3 separate regions of the Mus musculus genome follow, and all the other regions are linked to region 2. Evidence: chromatin contacts called from public Hi-C and promoter capture Hi-C data. All regions are on one chromosome and are shown on one strand. The core of a region is the stretch at or near the end of the contact, and the rest is flanking DNA. Distances in the headings are between cores, read along the strand shown. Region 1 has its middle 23 kb from the start of Serpina12. Region 2 holds the start of Ifi27 (interferon, alpha-inducible protein 27). Region 3 holds the start of Cox8c (cytochrome c oxidase subunit 8C).

Region 1 (3,361 bases), core at 154-2,653, 630 kb before region 2:
TGGTTGTATTATACCAATACAACCAATATGTCTTAAATATTAAATTAATATTATGTCTTAATATGTCATTAATGAACTTAATATGTCATTAATGAACATGGTCAAAAGCCTTCGTCTGGGAAGTCATGGGCTCTGTAGGGGAACCTGCTACCATCGTTTTACTTAGTGGTCGTGTTATCAAACTGCCCTCCAGACACCGTGTTTATGAGCACAGATTAGTGCAGAGCATAGTCTTCACCAGAGAACCTCCTTACTTCAGCAGGAAGCACTTGATGGAGAACTGTAACCTATGGTCATCATCAGTAATAAGACATCCATCACCCTCTCCCAGAGTCAGGCAGCCCCGAGGAAGAGACAGTGGGCAGTATGTAAGACCCGGGGGACAGAGGGACAGGCCGCAAAAAGAAGTCTCCCTGACATAGCATAGCCATCACGTCCATAACTCGTGTGGCTGTCTGCAGATCTCTATAAGATTGGGCCCCAACAGCTCATCATGGATTGAGAAGAAGGCATGAGGAATCATAAATTAACAGTTATGAGGAGAAGGGGTGCCATTTTCTTCAGTGATGTAGTCACTGGTAAGTTGCCCTTGGTTCCAGCAAAGACCTCTTGCCCTTGCTCAGCAAGAAACTCTAATCAAGCCAGGCAGAGTGGTATACAGCTTTGATCCCAGCACTGCAGAAGGGGATCTTTCAGTTTGAGGCCAGCAGCTTGGTCTACAGGGAAAGTTTCAGAACAGCCAGGGTTATACAGGGAAAATCTGTCTTGGGAAGAAAAAGAAAGAAAGAAAGAAAGAAAGAAAGAAAGAAAGAAAGAAAGAAAGAAAGAAAGAAAGAAAGAAAGAAAGGAAGGAAGGAAGGAAGGAAGGAAGGAAGGAAGGAAGGAAGGAAGGAAGGAAGGAAGGAAGGAAGGAAGGAAGGAAGAAAGAAAGAAAGAAAGAAAGAAAGAAAGAAAGAAAGAAAGAAAGAAAGAAAGAAAGAAAGAAAGAAAGAAAGAAAGAGGGGGGAAGGAGGGAAGGAGGGAAGGAGGAAGAGAGGGAGGGAGGAAGAAAGAAAGAAAAACTCTATTTAAACTCATACCACAGGGAAGAAGAGATGACAGTACGGATAAGGGATTCACTGTTAGTCCTTTTAAAATTGTATAATGGCTCTCAAAGGCTAGACCCAGAGCTTCCTCCTTAGAGACAAGAAGGGTGTGGGGGACACTCTGCTGGCAGGTGGCGACACCAGAGGAGTGTGGGCTGTTTTCCACCACAAAGCCTGAGCTCAGAATCTCAGAACCCACTTTCCTGGGGCAGAAAGAGATGCCATAGTCTACCGATTGGATGATGAAACAAACCCTGAGGCAGACAGTAGCACGTTTGTCTCCCCAGCTACAGTCTTCTGACTGGCTGTTTGGATGACTGCCTGGAGCTCTGGCTACTCTGGGGTTGTCTAGTAATGTCTAGCTCTGGCTACTCTGGGGTTGTCTAGTAATGCTTGCCATAGATAAAAACTGAGAGTGGAAAACGCAGCTGCTTTTCAGATTCTGGAGCAGATGACCAGAATACTGGAAGGGACAGATTGGAGAGTGGGGACCTTTCTAATAAATCACACGTCTCTGAATTGTTTCATTGTGGAACCTAGGCCAAGACACTGCGAGTGTCAGAAAACGGTGACCTGGGTGTCAGAAAGACTGACTGGGAGAGCCACTTCCTGATTTAAACTTCTTCTTCTCCTTCTTTTTTTTTTTTAACTAGCTACCTTCTTTATTTACATTTCAAATGTTAGCCCCTTTCCTAGTTTCCCCTCCGAAAATCCCCTATCCCCTCCCCCTGGTCCCCAACCAACCCACTCCCAATTCTTTCCCCTGGCATTCCCCTATCCTGAGGCATAGAACCTTCACAGGACCACGGGACTCTCCTCCCATTGATGATCAACTAGGCCATCCTCTGCTACATACTCGTAACCACGAGTCCCACCATGTGGTGCAAAGCAACATGTTACAGTGTAATGATAAAGAACTGTGTGGAGGCGGTACTATTCCACTCCATTTGTGTCATTTGAAGCTACACTGCTATATTCTGACATGAGTCTCTGTTAGTCTTCGCTTGACTATATGCCATGCCAGCAACCTATCCTAGTTTGGGGATGCTCAGCTTTGATGAGAGAGTGCCAGTGTCCCCATACAATGCTCTCTCTCTCTCTCTCTCTCTCTCTCTCTCTCTCTCTCTCTCTCTCTCTCTCTCTGTGTGTGTGTGTGTGTGTGGGGGGGGGGTTTCTAAGAGAGGCACAGTTGCTGGAGTAGCAGACAGTCCCCGATGAGATGGTCAATCCTTAGCTTGAGTGTGATTTTACCCTCCCTCTGAGAATAAAGTGAATAGATAGTAAAGACAAAATCAGCAAGGGGATATTCAGTATTTTTCTGATGCCATAATAAAATTCCATAACCAAGACATTTTACATAAGAAGGAATTTATGTTGGCTTAAGGTTCCAGGGGCATAAGGGTTCATTATGGCAGGGAAGTGTGGCAGCAGGAACAGGAAACTGATAGATTATACCTTCAACCACAAGCATGACGCAAAGAAAGTGACCTGGGATTGGAGAGAAGCCTCCCTCAGAGACAGACTTCCAGCATGGCTGCTTCATCAAACCCCCAACAAACAGCGCCACCTACTGGAAACTGAGTGTTCAGCGGCCAGAGACAATGACAAACACTGCCTTTTTGAATCACCACAGAAGGCGAATCTATGAAGCTATGTAAACATAAAAGTATAGATCGCCACAGAAGGCGAGAGCGGGCACAAAGTACTCGCCAAACCCTGTGGGCAAATGCTCTCATTCTGAAACTCTTGGCTGGCCTCCTGGGTAAGCCTCAGGCAGATCAATCCTGTACAGAATGGGTCCCTGCAGAAAGAAGCGGGGTCTCCCACCCCTGCCAGGTCCTGAATGCTAGAGCGGCAGGTCTGGTTGTTTCCGTGGGGGCTTGAGGGCTCCCTTCTTTCTCTCCTCCTTCTTCTTTTACTATGCTTTTCAAGTCTTTAGGTTTCCGCTTCCGAAGATCCCTGTTGGCTAGGCCTTAGCCTCAGTCTGACTGGAGCCAGACTCCAATCACACATATACCCAGTTATACAGAGTCAGCTGGGCCTTAACTGATTCTCCCTCTCCCCTTTCCCCCTCCCCTTCTCCCTCTCTCCCCCTCTCCCTCTCTCCCCTACTCCCCTTCCCTCTCCCCTTCTCCCTCTCTCCCCCTCTCCCTCTCGCCCCCTCTTTCCCCTCCCCCTCTCTCCCTCTCCCCCTCTTCCTCTCTCCCTCTCTCTCTCCCTCCCCCTCCTCCTTCCCCTTCCACTCCCCTTCTCCTTCCCCTCCCCCTCCCCCTCTC
Region 2 (3,566 bases), core at 698-3,197:
GGTGGGTTTTTAAGAGCCTCATTTCTAAGTGTGAGAAAAGTAACGGGGTGCCCTAATGCTATCCATTGAGAATGTTATCCATTGCCCTCTTCAGTCAGGCAAATGATAAAGAAAATCTCCACAGCAGGCTGGAAATTGGGGGCTGAGAAAGAAGATTCGTGCAAGGGAATTAAATAAATAAAATCAGAGAGGCCTTCACAAGCTGGAGGAAGGAGCTAACTTTATTTAAGTCCATACCACGGCTTGTACAGCCAGCAGGACTGACAGTTCCACAAAAGATGAACCTTGTTGGTGAGTCAGTGAGAAGAGATGGGAGGACCCAGCTCCAGACCCCAGGGACCAAAGTTCCAGAGGACGACCCTGTGAAGCAGGTAGGTCTGAGTTTCTAGGGACTCAGACCCAGCCTCATTACACTAGTCTTGGCTCCCTCAGGTATTTTTCAGAGTCAAGACTATGTGGGATGTGAGACAGTGGGCAGCTCTGAGGTCAGGATGCTACATGCTCCATAGCTGTCCCCAGCCCCACCCCCCAGCCCACTCTCCATTCTTCCATGGGCACTCACCCTTCGAACCAGCTAGAATGGTGCCAGAGACTGCCCCTCCAGCTTTGACCATGGCTGCTGAAGATGTCATCTTGGAGACAATGGAAGCCACCAGTGTCCCTGTGCCCGAAAACGCCATGAGGACCAGTTAAGTTTCCAAACAGGAACCGAATCTATGGAGTGAATTGGAGTTTTGATGAGATTGGAGACCAAGAGCTGGATTCCACCAACGAACCTGCAAACACTGAATGGCTCCCGGCTGGAGAGAGAGGCTGCTCAGAATTGGTGGCCACACTGGGCTTGGCCCCAGCCCTAGGGTCTGAGATCCTGCTTCTTGTAGGGATTAAGGAGCCATTTTAGACAGTGCAAGTGATTCACTCCAGGCCAGAAGGCTCCATAGCAAAGACCTTAGGCACCAAACCAGCCTGGTCCAGCTGCTTACAAGTGGCAGGCTGACTACATTACTCTTAACCCTTATAGCTCACTTCACCAACCTCTAGCCTTCAGAGACTAATAGGGCCTGGGGTCCCTTCCTTCTTGGAACACACCCACTATTTGGTTTCAGACCCAAGGACAAGAGACTGAGGTGCATATTTGACATGTCAAAGCAGACCTGACCTCCAGGTTCCAGACCTGGCCTCCAGGTTCTCCCAGCATCCCTCAGTCCCTCCCTGGCATACCCTGGCCCAACCCTTGAACTGTCCAGCCCAAAGGCTGGGCTGCCATAAGCCCAGGCCTCTTCCCTAAATGGTCCAGACATGCTGGTGTCTAACTGTCTCTTCCTGGACTTCTGTTCTCTCTTGGTGCATGCACATGTCTCTGTCTCATCCTCCTATCACCATAATGAGGTCCCTGAACTTGGTCCTTGTGGCCAGTGATCTTGCCTGAGAGCAGCTTCCTGATAAATCTGCCTATATAGAATTAATCTGACTTGAATTATCTCATTGCGCCAGCTTAGGAAAAATAACCCATTACCTTTATAGATAGGTGCCTTTTCAAGAACTAGACGGCTTCTGAGAGAGCCTGTACATTGGCTTCCCTTCAGCCTCTGAGGACTTTTGCCTCCTAGGCCTAGGGGCATCTGAGTAGGGTCTCTGTTCTGGACCTACCCACTGAAGATTTCCTGAAGACCCCAACTGACATCCCCACCCCCACTACTACCAACAGCTGGATCTTGGATTCGTTTCTGGAAAACCCAGTTCATTTCAGAGTGGAAAACTCTACTGTGGTCAAAGAAGACATACCCAATGATGTAAATAAACTAGAGGATGAGATAGGTTTCAATTTCCTCTCCTCCCTCCAGGCCCGTCAAGTCCACTGTGCAGGAAGACACACCCAGTGACTGAAGACAGCTGCTGAAATAAGTTTCGATTTCCCCAGCTCTCTCCAGGCCCGACAAATCCACTCTAGTTGAAGATACACCCCGTGACTGAAGACAGCCAATAAGATAGGTTTCTATTTCCCCAGCTCTCTCCAGGCCCGACAAATCCACTCAGATTGAAGAAACACTCAGTGATGGAAGGCAGCCAATGAGAAAAATTTCCATTCCCACTGCTGTTTTGGCTGGGAAGAAAAATTCACTATTCTTTTACTGAGGGTTCTGAGTGTTAATCGGTTTACAAAGTATTGTAAAATATAACACGTTTGCCAGTGGGTTTTTTTCCTTCCAGTGACAGTGCTGTGGGAGAAACTTGAAGTAATAAAATTGAGGTTGTAAACATTTATTAATAATGTCACTTAGAAAATATTAAGTTGCACGAAGTCGAATTTAATATTAAATTACACAAACTGGAATGTCTCCAATATGAAAGGAATGAAAGTGAAATATCACTGGGTTTCTTATACACTGTAGAAAATAAAATTTTGTACCATGATTGAAGTTTAGGGTGGCTGAGAAGGTTTTTGCTGTTGTTCACCAAGAATGAACCCAAATCTGGCTCCGTTCCTGTAACAACGGGCAACAACCTTGACTCATAATCAGACCTTTGTTCCCTCCCCATATCAAAGAACAGGCTCTAAAGGGCAACTCAAGAGAGCACCTCAAGGTCACAGCCACCTTTAAGTCCTAGTCTGCCATCAAACCCCCTAACCTCTTATTAAGAAAGGCTGAATTCTGCATGCAGGCAAGATAGACCTGGGTTGCAAACATTCAAAAGGAACAACACTGGTGAAATTAAAAATAATTCCGGCAATACCTTTGCTGTATAAATCTCCCATCTGTCCAAGCTGCCTGACTTTCAGTCTCCTGTCTCTGGTTAAATATTCAAAGTGTACCCTGGGGCTGGGACTGAAAGAGACCGAAGGGTGACAGTTCCTGCCGAATGCTAAGCCTATGGTGTAAATAAGTTAGTAAAATCTTGTGTCCAGTTATCTTTGTACATTAGCCAGAGCCTATTATTGTCACTGTTACCACAACTACTAGTTGTAGGCCTAGTAGGAAGCCTTTTCCTTAAAAAAAATGTATATTTATTTTTACTCTTTTATGTGCATGAGTATCGTGTCTGGGTGTATATATCTGTGCACCACACTGTGCTTGGTGTTGGAAGAGGCGGTGAGAGCCATGGGCATCCTGTGCAACAAGAAGTGCTTTTGACTACTGAGCCAACTCTCCATCCCACCTTCTCTTTTCTAATCCTCAAGTGTGTGGATGTTTTTCTCACTGGGAAGGCATATAATTGCTATAACTACAGAATATTCAAAAAGTACAATAAAGGCAAAGAGCTTTGTCCGTCTCACTTCCACCCAATCAGAGGCAAGCATACATTCAATCAGGGGCAAGCGTACATCCACTCATGGGAAGCACACATCCAGACTTCTTTTCTGTCTATGTACTTCCTGCCTAACTTCAATCAAGCACGGCCTGTGCAGTTAGGGCAACCAGTATTGTTTACTGAAGTGAAAACACCAGTGGCTTGTTGTCTTCCATACATATCAACCCCAGACCTTCCAGGAAGTTGTCTGACCTTGGGCAAGTGGGGCTTATAAGATGACAGGATTATTTGATATCACATATAATATATAGTAT
Region 3 (3,663 bases), core at 490-2,989, 530 kb after region 2:
GTCCATTGTCATCATGGCAGGAAGCATGGCAGGCGTGGTACTGGACAGGTAGCTGAGAGTTCTGCCTCTATTAGGCAGACAGCAAAGAAAGAGTGACAGAGCACTGGAAACCTCAAGGCCCACCCCCCAGTGACACACTTCCTCCAACAAGGTCACACCTCCTAATAGTACCGTTCCCTCTGAGGCTGTGGGGGCTCATTTCATTCAAACCGCCATGGCCTCAAAGCCTGTTTAATCTTTCACAGTTGAGGTTATTAGATTCACGTACTCAACATCCACAAAACTTTTGATGCAACCTTTCATAACAATCCTCATTGATTTTTTTCTCACTGTAATTTTTATAAATTTTCTCACTGTAATTTTAATAAATTTTTGTCAGCTTTAATAATATTCAGAAGACAATTGCCGGGGTTGTGGCTCAGTGGTAGAGTGTCTCCCACGCACGAGCACTTGGGTTGGCTACCTAGCATTTCAAGCCAAAACAAAATAAGTAAAAAAGAAAGCAATACTAAGCACAAACAAGTGTTTCCATTTTATTTAACACTTAAGCAGATTATGTTCGTCGTCCATATGATGCACAGTCCAAAAACAAACCGAAGTGTAGAACATCACAGACAGTTATAGGACTAACTCGTCAGAGGAGGTTCAAACAGGCACTTTTTCCCATTTAAAGGAGCCATGCCGTGCTGCTCCTGGACATCCTGTATCTACTCTCCTTTGAAATACTTCAGACTGCTTAGCACATATGCAGCTGGGATGTAAAAGGTCGTAAAAAACACGACAATCCCAACAGCTGATTCCTGGAAAAGAAGAAAAGGAATATTAATGAGTATGGCCCACTGCCTAGTAAAACGGCTTATGGGCAGAGGCGTGGAGGTTGGCAGCAGAACACCGACTTTGTGGGCTTTTATGCACAAAACTCTGGGTGTTTCCCCTTCCTTATACACCCAGCTAAAGATCTTTCTCAGAGGTCGGAGAAATGGCTCATCTGCTAAAACTTTATACCACTCTTGCAGAGAACCTAAATTTGGTTGCCAGAATCCACATCAGGCAGGACATAGTCAACTCTAGCTCCAGATCCAACACCTCTGGCCTCTTCAGATACCTGCACTTTAGTGCACACATCCACAAAAGTATGCTGTGAAATTTGTCATATGACCAAAAAAAAAAAAAAAAGTCTTGGGTCCTGCAACGTGTTCCATTTGTATTCAACTGAATTTTCAAAAACTCATTTTTTTTCAATAGTTGCCGGTTTCTGACCTCTGGATTCTGGAAGCTCAACTATGTCTAGCGTCTCTCCACCAGTTTTTAGAGAAAATGCTATGTCTTGGCCACCAGGCAGGTAGATTACCCTGGAGTGAACCGAGGACCCTGTGCCTCCATAATGGAGAGCCAGGTCCTACTTGGGACTCTCATCCTCGCCCTGAACCGCCATCCAAAGTGACCCCACAACTGAAGCTGCCAACACACACAACCACACACACAACCACACACACACACCACACACTCCCCCCTCCACACCCATTTGGACCGTTAAGTGGGTTCTACCTCACCGTGGGCGACAGGATTTTTTTTTGTGGGCTTTCTGAGTGGCTGAGGCGGCCTGGGTGGCCAGGCTTCGAGAACAGGACTGCACGGTGGCGGAGGAGCGAAGAGCAGAGTAGCAGCAGGCGAGACATCGCAGGTCAGAAAAGGGCCACTGAGACAGAGCAAACCGGAGACCACCAGTGTCGGAGTCAAAGGCCGTTGGTAAAGTGTGCGCGAGGAAAGGGCGGGCAGCTGGTTTGAGCATGCGCACCATCCACTCAAGCCCTTTGCATGGAATTTGAGCTCTTACCCGACCCTGCTTCTCCGCTGTATGTGTTTTGGCCCTGCCACTCTCTACCTTCTTCCCACCTATGTCCTCACAAGTCCAGCTTCCTGCCCTCTCCCAAACTCTTTGCCAAACCTATTCAGTCCCAAAGCCACACTCAGGATTTTCTGATTTTCTTCTCCTAACACAAGGTGAGGGACCATTGGCTGCCAACATCTATAGCTATTGCTCAGTATTCCGTTGCTTTTAGTCAATAGCAGATATCATACCATTTTTACACTGCTCTAGAATATAAATTAAAATTTCCATAGATCGTGTTCCTGGTATTTTTTTTTTAACTTCCTTTTCTATTAGTTTTTGTGATCCTGACGCTTTAACTCCGGGCTCCATGCATACTACATCAGTAAATGAACTAAAACCATTATAGCTCATCCTTTCACAAACCAGAGCAAAGTAAATGTGCGTCTATTTTAGCCTTGCTTTACTTGCTGATAACTCTTCTTCCCTACCTGTAAACTAATTCTTAACAATGAAAACAAACGAACAGAGAAAAGCCATGCATGGTGGACCACATCTGTAATTCCAGCATTAGTTTGGAAGCAGGGGGTTGGGAGGTCAAGGCCCTGCATGCTAGGCTAAGGTTAGAGCAGGAGGCCAGCCTGAGCTGTGTGAGAAAGAAAGGAGGGGGTGAGAAGGGATGAGGGAGGGAAGGCAACAAAGGAACTAAAAGAGAAAAGAGAGACAAGACTAAGATCAGGTTTTTAACCTGAGGAGTGATAGTGCACGCCTTCAATCCCAAGGCAGAGGCAGGTAGATCAATGAGTTAGAGGCTAGCCTGATCTACAGAGCAAGTTCCAGGACACAGAGAAACCCTGTCTCAAAAAAAAAACATTAAAAAGAAAGAAAGAAAGAAAGAAAGAAAGAAAGAAAGAAAGAAAGAAAGAAGGAAGGAAGGAAGGAAGGGAGGGAGAGAGAGAGAGAGAGAGAGAGAGAGAGAGAGAGAAAGAAAGAAAGAAAGAAATTTTATAGGATGATGATGATGTTAAAAAGATTCACGGTACAGAGAATCTGGGCCCAGAAGAGAAGATGAGAAATCACCAACAACTAAATTTGTATTCATCAATAGAAAAATAGAATAGATTATTATAAGTTTTGAAATTTAATATCATAAATATTTCTTTTGCAAGCCTATTGTATAAATAACCTTTGAGATAATAAGTGCCTTGTTTGGGGAGTAGAAAGTGTATTGTGCTGCTCTATACATTTTTTTTAGGAGTGGGTTGAAACTGTAAGGCACATGGATATACTAAAATCATATCAGGGGCTAGAGAGATGGCTCAGCAGTTAAGAGCACTCACTGCTCTTCCAGAGGTCCAGAGTTCAAATCCCAACAACCACATGGTGGCTCACAACCACCTGTACACAGATCTGATGCCCTCTTCTGGTATGTCTGAAGACAGTAACAGTGTACTCACATACATTAAATAAATAAATAAATAATAAGTAAATAATAAATAAATAAATAAATAAATAAATAAATAAATAAATAAATATCAGGAAAACCAGGCCAAATGACGTACTGGACTCAGCAGGGCAATGACGGGCTGTTAGTCCCTCATCTAGACCTCATAAAGAGGTCAACAACTTGTACTGAGAGAGTGATAGCTCTCCCAACCTGTCATGTGACCACCAGTATGTGGCAAGGAAGGGACAAGAAGAGACATCAACTGGACTTGGTTTCCACTGTTGATAAGGCCTACTTAAATTGCCCTCTATCATTCCTCCAAGGTTCCCTTCAGCCATTCGTTTATCTGGATCTGATTCTGCCCTTTCATCTCTGTAGCTGAACC

Evidence for each region. Promoter capture Hi-C pulls out the DNA fragments that hold promoters and counts their contacts. Hi-C and Micro-C count contacts between places; a contact is called where the count stands out from the background.
Region 1: a Hi-C map of cortical neurons shows a contact between it and region 2. The contact joins the enhancer-like site here to the promoter of Ifi27 in region 2. A contact is called at or near these places in 5 of 39 promoter capture datasets (the 3T3-L1 cell line, cranial neural crest, hippocampal neurons and 2 more), 3 of 484 Hi-C or Micro-C datasets (cortical neurons and palatal mesenchyme) and 3 of 115 datasets of contacts at active chromatin or transcription factors (astrocytes, effector CD8 T cells and memory CD8 T cells).
Region 3: a promoter capture Hi-C map of embryonic stem cells shows a contact between it and region 2, with 2.4 times the contacts expected there. The contact joins the promoter of Cox8c here to the promoter of Ifi27 in region 2. A contact is called at or near these places in 8 of 39 promoter capture datasets (cranial neural crest, embryonic stem cells, hematopoietic stem and progenitor cells and 3 more), 1 of 484 Hi-C or Micro-C datasets (the G1E-ER4 cell line) and 1 of 115 datasets of contacts at active chromatin or transcription factors (bone marrow-derived macrophages).

The regions. Positions count from the first base shown.
Region 1 is chr12:104,065,748-104,069,108 of GRCm38.p6, reverse strand. No RefSeq gene overlaps it. Among named protein-coding and RNA genes, the nearest start is that of Serpina12, 23 kb to the right of the region's middle. Within about 2 kb of position 1,403, at least 158 of the 459 cell types and tissues checked have an H3K27ac peak or open chromatin away from gene starts, as enhancers often do. A contact at or near this core is called in astrocytes, cortical neurons, effector CD8 T cells and 2 more, where this site is marked.
Region 2 is chr12:103,432,570-103,436,135 of GRCm38.p6, reverse strand. It overlaps Ifi27 (interferon, alpha-inducible protein 27), which reads right to left and starts at 1,947. Exons shown (of 6, transcript NM_194067.2): 1 at 1,786-1,947; 2 at 563-714. The coding sequence starts at 680. It also overlaps a transcript of Ifi27l2a not described here.
Region 3 is chr12:102,897,382-102,901,044 of GRCm38.p6, reverse strand. Cox8c (cytochrome c oxidase subunit 8C) reads right to left here and starts at 1,739. Exons shown (of 2, transcript NM_001039049.1): 1 at 1,554-1,739; 2 at 511-800. The coding sequence starts at 1,679. The coding sequence ends at 708.